Regions from separate parts of the Mus musculus genome. Here region 2 is linked to region 1. Evidence: chromatin contacts called from public Hi-C data. All regions are on one chromosome and are shown on one strand. Each heading gives the region's core, a stretch centred on a gene start, on an enhancer-like site or on the middle of the called end of the contact. The rest is flanking DNA. Distances are from core to core; before and after follow the strand shown.

Region 1 (3,476 bases), core at 679-3,178:
ATACTGCTCTTGGCTCCAGGCATTTCCAGCATGGGTTCTTAAATTCCAATCTAGATTATGTTTTCCCTGTTTTCTGGGCAAAAGAAGTAAGGTTGGGCAAGGTAGGTAAGTTGCTCGAGATTTTATGAGTAAGAAGCAGAGTCTGTGATGTGTTGTCTTGGAACAACTTCAGGACCACTGTGTGAAGACAGAAGTCAGCTGACAGTAACCTGACCTAATCCTGACCTACATCAGGATCTGGTAGGAAGCTTCTGTCACCTTGCTGTATAGAAGTGAAGCTCTAGCAGGTAGAAACCTTGGGAGAACATGATGCACATTTTCCATCAAACTCCAGAGTCTGGTGAACACGTGGTCTGGCAGAACAAGAGCCGCCTTTTTACCTCCCAGAGGTCCTCAAAGCATCAAGCCTACAGGGCACACCCCAGGAAGTGATGGCACAGCTTTGTTATCCCACTGAGGTGTTTATGTTATCTATCTGTGTCCAGGACAAATGGCTGCTGTAGCTGCAATGAAGGGCCATGTGTTTGGCGTCCTTATGGACTCTATAATATAGCAGGAAGAGGAAGTCAGGCAATCATTCCAGTGCAGCCTTCTGCTACTTTGACAGGTGCTTGTGAGAGCCAGTTCATTGCGTGGCAAGTCTTTAATAATTGATGCATGCTGGCGTGTGGATTAAATGCCTGGAGATGAGGGTGCTTGGTAACATCTGTTTATGGATTCTCTGGGGAGAAAGAGGAATGAAGTTAAGAAGACCCTTTGATCCATGTGTAGGCGAAGTCAAGGACATTATCTCCATCTTGGGGTGCCACACAGGGCAATGTGAAGTCAAGTCTGCATTCTTCATAGTTTAATGAGTGTTTCAGTGGACGGATTGGATGGCAATGGTGGCAGTTTATGCCAGGAAACCAGGGTATTGCCAGCAAAGGTGGAGGGTGGCGAAGGTGTCTGAGAAATGTCTAGAGGGTCAAATTGTTAGGGTTTGCTGCATTTATGTGGAAAGCGAGTGGGAGAACAAGATGCTGGCAACTCTGACTCCTGCAGGCTTAATGGATATTAGATTTTTTTCCTCTAAGAAAAGAGAAACTGGGAGGCAGAGAGACCTTGGACCCAGTTTCTTACAAACTGGTAGTGGGGGTGCTTTGAGCCACCCAAGAGGTGAGACCAGAGAAGCCATTTGCTGGTGTTCAGCTTGCAGTGGAGTCCAGGGCTCCATGGGACTCCTGGGCACTAGCAGGTAATTGGAGCCAGACTGTGAATCTTGTAAGGAGAGGACGGTGAGGTCAGGGGTCAGGGGTCAGGGGTTGGGGATAGGTCCTGAGTCTGAGGGCACATTTCTGTTGCCTACTGAAAAAAGAACTGGCCAATGGGGAAGGCTGAGGACGAGGAAAGGGAGCCCTGCACACCCAGGGCGGGGGTGGAGAGAGACCTGCTGCTGAGACCCGGAAGGCTGAGCTTAGGAGTACCCTGGGTAAGGCTTGTCCCTGCCCTTCTCCTGGGCTCCTTTTCAGGCAGATGTGTGGGTTGAGGAGAGGAAAGGAGTGACAGTTTGCTTCTGGGATCTGCCAAGGGAGGTTGATTTGTACGTGTTTAATGCTAACGGCTCACTGACATGATTGTACTCTAATATCAAGAATAATGTCTAAAAGAATATGTCTAACATCAATATTCAAAAACAGTTCTTTGTTAATGTATCATTGCATTATAATACATTTTGGTAAGATGTATTACCACGGAGGCGGGCCAGAAGGTTTGGTTCTGGTGTACCAAATACTGGAAGCTTTTTCGAAGGTCAGTTGACTAAGGAGATTTCCTGCCGCTCTGTGTGGGGCTGTGGGGGTGTGGGAGCGAGCCATGGGACACCAGCCTTTGCATCAGAGCACAGAAACTCCAGTCCCCTGGGCCCTGGTTACCATGGTAAATTAAAGGTTCTGTCAGCCAGTTCCTGCTGAGAGGGTACCAGCAGGGGTGTTTGTCTCCAACCCAATCACTGTGCAAACTAAAGACTGCCTGGCAAAACTGGGATCCTGGGATAATTAGCAGGGGAGAGCGCACACAGACTGGAAAACCAGGAAAGGAGACTCCCTGTTAAGTCATCAGCAGATCTCGCTAACAGTGATTATGGGAGGAACTTATACTTGCCCCTGTAAGGGAAGGAGAACATGAAACTTCCATCTCCCATGGCTACCCACTAGCTAAAATGTGAGCCCAGATGGCTTGTTTTATAGCATTTAGCCAAATACTCCTGTCCCTGCCCTGTAATCTACATTGTTAGTGAGTAAGCCTGAGGCTTAAAATGTTTATAAATGAAATAAGGCAAGCCTGTAGGACACTGTCTGTCCTTATTTTTACTCAGTGCTGCATGATTTCTGTTTTCTATTTACTTCATAGTATATGAACCCTCAGAGCATGAAGGGGTCGCGATTTCAGGTGAGTTTTTCCTATAGTAACTGCGTAGCTGTGGAACAGAGAGTAGGAATAAGTATTTAGGAGTTGTCAAACATGGTTTCTGCCAGGAATTTGCTGCTAGGATGGCCAACAGATATCAAAATCCAAAGATACTCTAGGCCCTTGCATAAAACAGCACAGCACTTGCAACCAGTAATGAACTATACATTTTATATTTATTCAATATTTATTTTATGTCAGCAGGAGTGAGATTAAACTTTTGAATACAATTTAGCATTAAAGTGGATTTTGTGGAATAAGTAAAGACTCTTTATGGGAGTGTCCCATAAGGAGATCCAGCCTAGATAACACTTTCTGAGTGGATATTAGCCACTTTAGGTATCTAAGTCATTGGTTCTCAACCTGCAGTTTGTGACTCCCTTGTGTGTCAAGTAACCCTTTCACAGGGGTCATTGAGGTTTGTGACTCCCTTGTGTGTCAAATGACCCTTTCACAGGGGTCATTGAAAACCATCAGAAATAATTCATTCTAGTAGCAAAATTACAGTTGAGAAGTAGCAATGAAAATACTTCCGTGGTTGGGGGTCATGGCAACATGGGCTATATTAAAGGGTCATAGCATTGGGGAGGCTGAGAGTCACTGATCTAAGTGGAGCAAGAGTTAATGTAATGTGATTGGCTTATTCATTTATTTTCCTAGATAACACCATAGATGATTCCAGCATAATCTCAGAAGGTAAGGTTTTTTGTCTTGTTTTCTTTTGTTATTGTTTATGTTTGTTTGTTAGTTTGTTTTTGAGGTAGAGTTTCTCTGTGTAAACCTGACTGTCCTGGAACTTGCTTCGAAGAGCAGGCTGGTCTCACTCACAGATATCCTCCTGTCTCTGCCTCCTGAGTGATGGGATTAAAGGTGTGCGCCACCATGCCTGGCTGGTAGGTTATATTTTAGAAATAATCTTATATTCTACATTGAAGTAGATCAGTTTATTCAAATTCTGTGTCCTGATCTGTATGTTTACCCAGGGCTCGGGCAGGCAGTGCTGGGGTGGATAAAGCTAACAGGGCTCTTTC
Region 2 (3,360 bases), core at 503-3,002, 73 kb before region 1:
GTCATACTTCCTGAGGATTCCTCAGCTCCCCAAACCAGCACCACCAACTGGGAATAAGGGTTGTCTTAGTCAGGGTTTCTATTTCTGCACAAAACCTCATGCCCAAGAAACAAGTTGGGGGTGGGGGGAGGAAGGATTTATGCAGCTTAGACTTTCACACTGCTGGTTCCTCACCAAAGGAAGTCAGGACTGGAACTCAAGCAGGTCAGAAAGCAGGAGCTGATGCAGAGGCCATGGAGGGATGTTACTTACTGGCTTGTTTCCCCTGGCTTGCTCAACTTGCTCTCTTATAGAACCAAGACTACCAGCCCAGAGATGCCACCACCCACAATGGGCTGGGCCCTTCCCTCTTGATCACTAACTGAGAAAATGCCTTACAGCTGGATCTCATGGAGGAACTTCCCCAACTGAAGCTCCTTTCTCTGTGATGACTCCAGCTTGTGCCACGTTGACACACAAAATCAGCCAGCACAAGGGATTAAAACATTTGTGGAAGCTAGTTAAGATTGAACCTTTAAAGCATCAACTCTATAATAGTGTTTTGTGAGTAATTAAAATTTTTTATCTTGGGGATGGAGAGTTATTTATCTATTGTAGTTTAGATATCAGCACCTTCCATTAAGTGATATGGATCAGATTTGCCTCTCTGCCTCCCCCCATTCCCATCATTGTTTCCTGCTGAAAGAATGTCCTTTGTGGGCAAGAAGTTGTGTTCAAAAGAGAGGACTCCTGGGTGCCGAGGAGGCTCAGAGATAAAGAAATGCAGTAAGAATGGACGGCAGCACCCACCTTCATGGCTGTGTGAAAACGATGCCCTCTTTTTCCCTGTTCTGTGAGGCTCTTGGGTTCCACTTTTTTCCCCGGGCGGTACCCAGTATTCACAGCTGACAAGGCAGAGGCCAGTGGACCCTAATGATGGTCAGTGGTGGTTGAGGAAACTGCAGTCTCAGAAGGGGTCGTCCCACAGCAGTGGCTCACTCTGGGTCTTCTACAAGGGGCTGCTTCCAAGAACTCCTGGAAGATCTCGACATTGACAGCAATGTATTAAATCACCACATACTTCATGTTTTTTTGTTACCCACAGACACCATGTGGGCAATTGGTAACAAATGATCATGGTCTCTGCTGGACCTTGGCTGGTTCATCCAGCTGTTGCCATTTTTCTTTTGAATATTCAGTTCTCAATCCCGACGCAGTACACTGCATAAGCATAGGAGATCAATGGCTGGGGACATGAAGAAATTCTAGGTATTAGTGTGATGAGAGTGTTGTGCATGGTTAAGAAAATAGGGTTTTTGAGTCATGTTAACATTTTAATGTCTTAACTAAAGGTTCTCCAAAACTACTGATGGCACAAATCCTTATTTTTGACACTGGAAGGCTCAACAATCACAGTGTACTGGCGGAACTGTGGCAAATCCTTTTCAAAGAGAGGGCTTGCACCCTTGGTCGTACTTAGGCACCGGAACCAAATTCCCAAGAAGCCAAGAGGTGGTGCGCAGCTCTCGGGCACCGCCCTCATACCCGCCCCATCCCGTTGGAGCCAGAACACCAACGCTCGCGAGAGTCCTGCCGGCTTCCACGTTTGCCACGTTCCAGAGGATCCAGGCAGACTAGAAAGCCACAAGCCGCTGGGGCTTTGCAGTCACTGCGCAGCAAAAGACAAGCTTTGGCCTGAGGAGGGCAGGCGCGCGTAGCCTGCCCCGCCCCCTGCCAGCGGTCCTCGGGATTGGCTCGTGTTGGCGTCTTTCAGATCTGGTGGGTGGGCAGAGGCTGGCGTGGGCGGGGCCGAGGCCGGGGGGAGCTGAGCGCTCTTGGCAGCCTAAGGAGTCGCAGGCTGGGCGCACGCGAGGCTAACCGCGCGGCTGCACGCTGGTGCAAGTCGTCCGAGGCGCAGCGAGCGCAGTGGACGCTAAGGCGCTGCTACAGGAGTCTCGAAGCCCCGGTGTCCCTAGTGCACTCAGCAAGGCCCCGGTTCTCTGCAGTCCCCGGAGCAGCTCGCGATGGCCCCGCGCAAGAACGCCAAGGGCGGCGGCGGCAACAGCAGCAGCAGCGGCAGCGGCAGCGGCTCGGGCAGCGGTAGCCCGAGCACGGGTAGCAGCGGTAGCAGCAGTAGCCCCGGGGCTCGGAGAGGTCAGAGTCCCCGCAGGCCAGGCCCTGGCTGCGGGCGGGAGCCGGGTGGGCGCTGCAGGTCTGGTCTGATCCTACGTCCGCCGCTCCTCTCCATCCTTAGCGAGGCTCCTGTGTGCGCGGGGCGAGGCCGCGCTCACCGGGCGGGGAGGCGGAGGAGCAGAGTCGGCCGGAGGGGGACCCCTAGCACCAGCCTGCCCGAGCATTGGCCGGCCCTTTCTTGCCTTTCCTGATGGAAGCTGGGTGTAGAGGGCCCTTTATCTTTTTGCAGTTTTCGGGGCGCTTGACCCTGAGCCAAAGTCAGAGAAAGTAAGTTTCAGCCTGGCCAGCAGCGTTGAGGAGCGGCTTGGAGGAGTGTATTCAAGGGCCGGGATGAGACTTGATGCTTCGTTCTTGCAAATTATTTTAAGGAGTTTTGTTTAGTTTTCTTAATATGTATTGCGTTTGCCTTTTAAAATACAAAGGGACATCATAAAGTACTATAGGGATTTTCTCTGTGCCTCCTTTTTCTTTTCTCAATAAAATAAAATAAAATCATAACCCCCCCCCCCCCAAAAAAAAAACCCAACCAAACAAAAAACCCAAAACCCACAAACAAAAAACCCTACTGGTTATTCACCTTTCTTCTCCATGTGCTTAGCCAGCAGAGTGGAGAACAGATGTTTTAAATCTGTTTCGTGTCAGATTTCACCGGTTCTCGGTTTCTCTTATATTTCCTTTGACTCATATTTAGAATATTGGAACTGGAACACACATGTGTATTGAATGTGAGCTCTCAATATCACTGGAAATGATTTAGATTCTATGCTTTGGTCTATGGGCAGCTCATTATTATATGTCATATATAGATTGGATGATTATGGTTTTATTAGTATATGTCAGGACGATAGATGAGCCAACTATGGTTTTTCTTCATAGCACTTGCTGTCTTCATGTATATTCTGTCTTCATGTATTGTCTTTGTTTCACTCTCTTCTATTCCCCATTATCAACTAGAATAGTTCGTTTCCTTAATAGCTGTGCAATAAATATTTGATTAGAAAATGAATGAATAAATGTAAATGGGGAAAGTTAGGCAGTTAAATCCATTGTACACATTAACATTCTGAGAGCTGTTTGTATTCTTAATGGAAAGGACTCTATGTACACAGTTTGAGGTCCAAGGCCACTGTAGTAATTAATTCACCTCAATACCGGTAAAAATGACATTCAGGCTCTCTGGCTCCTAAG

Evidence for each region. A called contact is a pair of places that touch in the nucleus more often than the background predicts.
Region 2: a contact with region 1 is called in a Hi-C map of cerebellum, with 2.1 times the contacts expected there. The contact joins the promoter of Asph here to the enhancer-like site in region 1. A contact is called at or near these places in 7 of 39 promoter capture datasets (the C10 cell line, hippocampal neurons, liver and 2 more), 2 of 15 datasets of contacts at CTCF or cohesin (CD8 T cells and pro-B cells), 56 of 484 Hi-C or Micro-C datasets (B cells, the Ba/F3 cell line, the C2C12 cell line and 34 more), 11 of 115 datasets of contacts at active chromatin or transcription factors (the 230-238 cell line, CD8 T cells, the HPC-7 cell line and 8 more) and 5 of 9 other capture datasets (adipose tissue, bone marrow-derived macrophages, liver and 2 more).

What each region holds. Positions count from the first base shown.
Region 1 is chr4:9,594,328-9,597,803 of GRCm38.p6, reverse strand. It overlaps Asph (aspartate-beta-hydroxylase), which reads left to right. Exons shown (of 24, transcript NM_023066.3): 11 at 2,389-2,427; 12 at 3,106-3,141. Among named protein-coding and RNA genes, the nearest start is that of Asph, 73 kb to the left of the region's middle. Within about 2 kb of position 1,928, at least 43 of the 459 cell types and tissues checked have an H3K27ac peak or open chromatin away from gene starts, as enhancers often do. A contact at or near this core is called in astrocytes, cerebellum, cerebral cortex and 2 more, where this site is marked.
Region 2 is chr4:9,667,554-9,670,913 of GRCm38.p6, reverse strand. It overlaps Asph (aspartate-beta-hydroxylase), which reads left to right and starts at 1,752. Exons shown (of 24, transcript NM_023066.3): 1 at 1,752-2,133. The coding sequence starts at 2,004.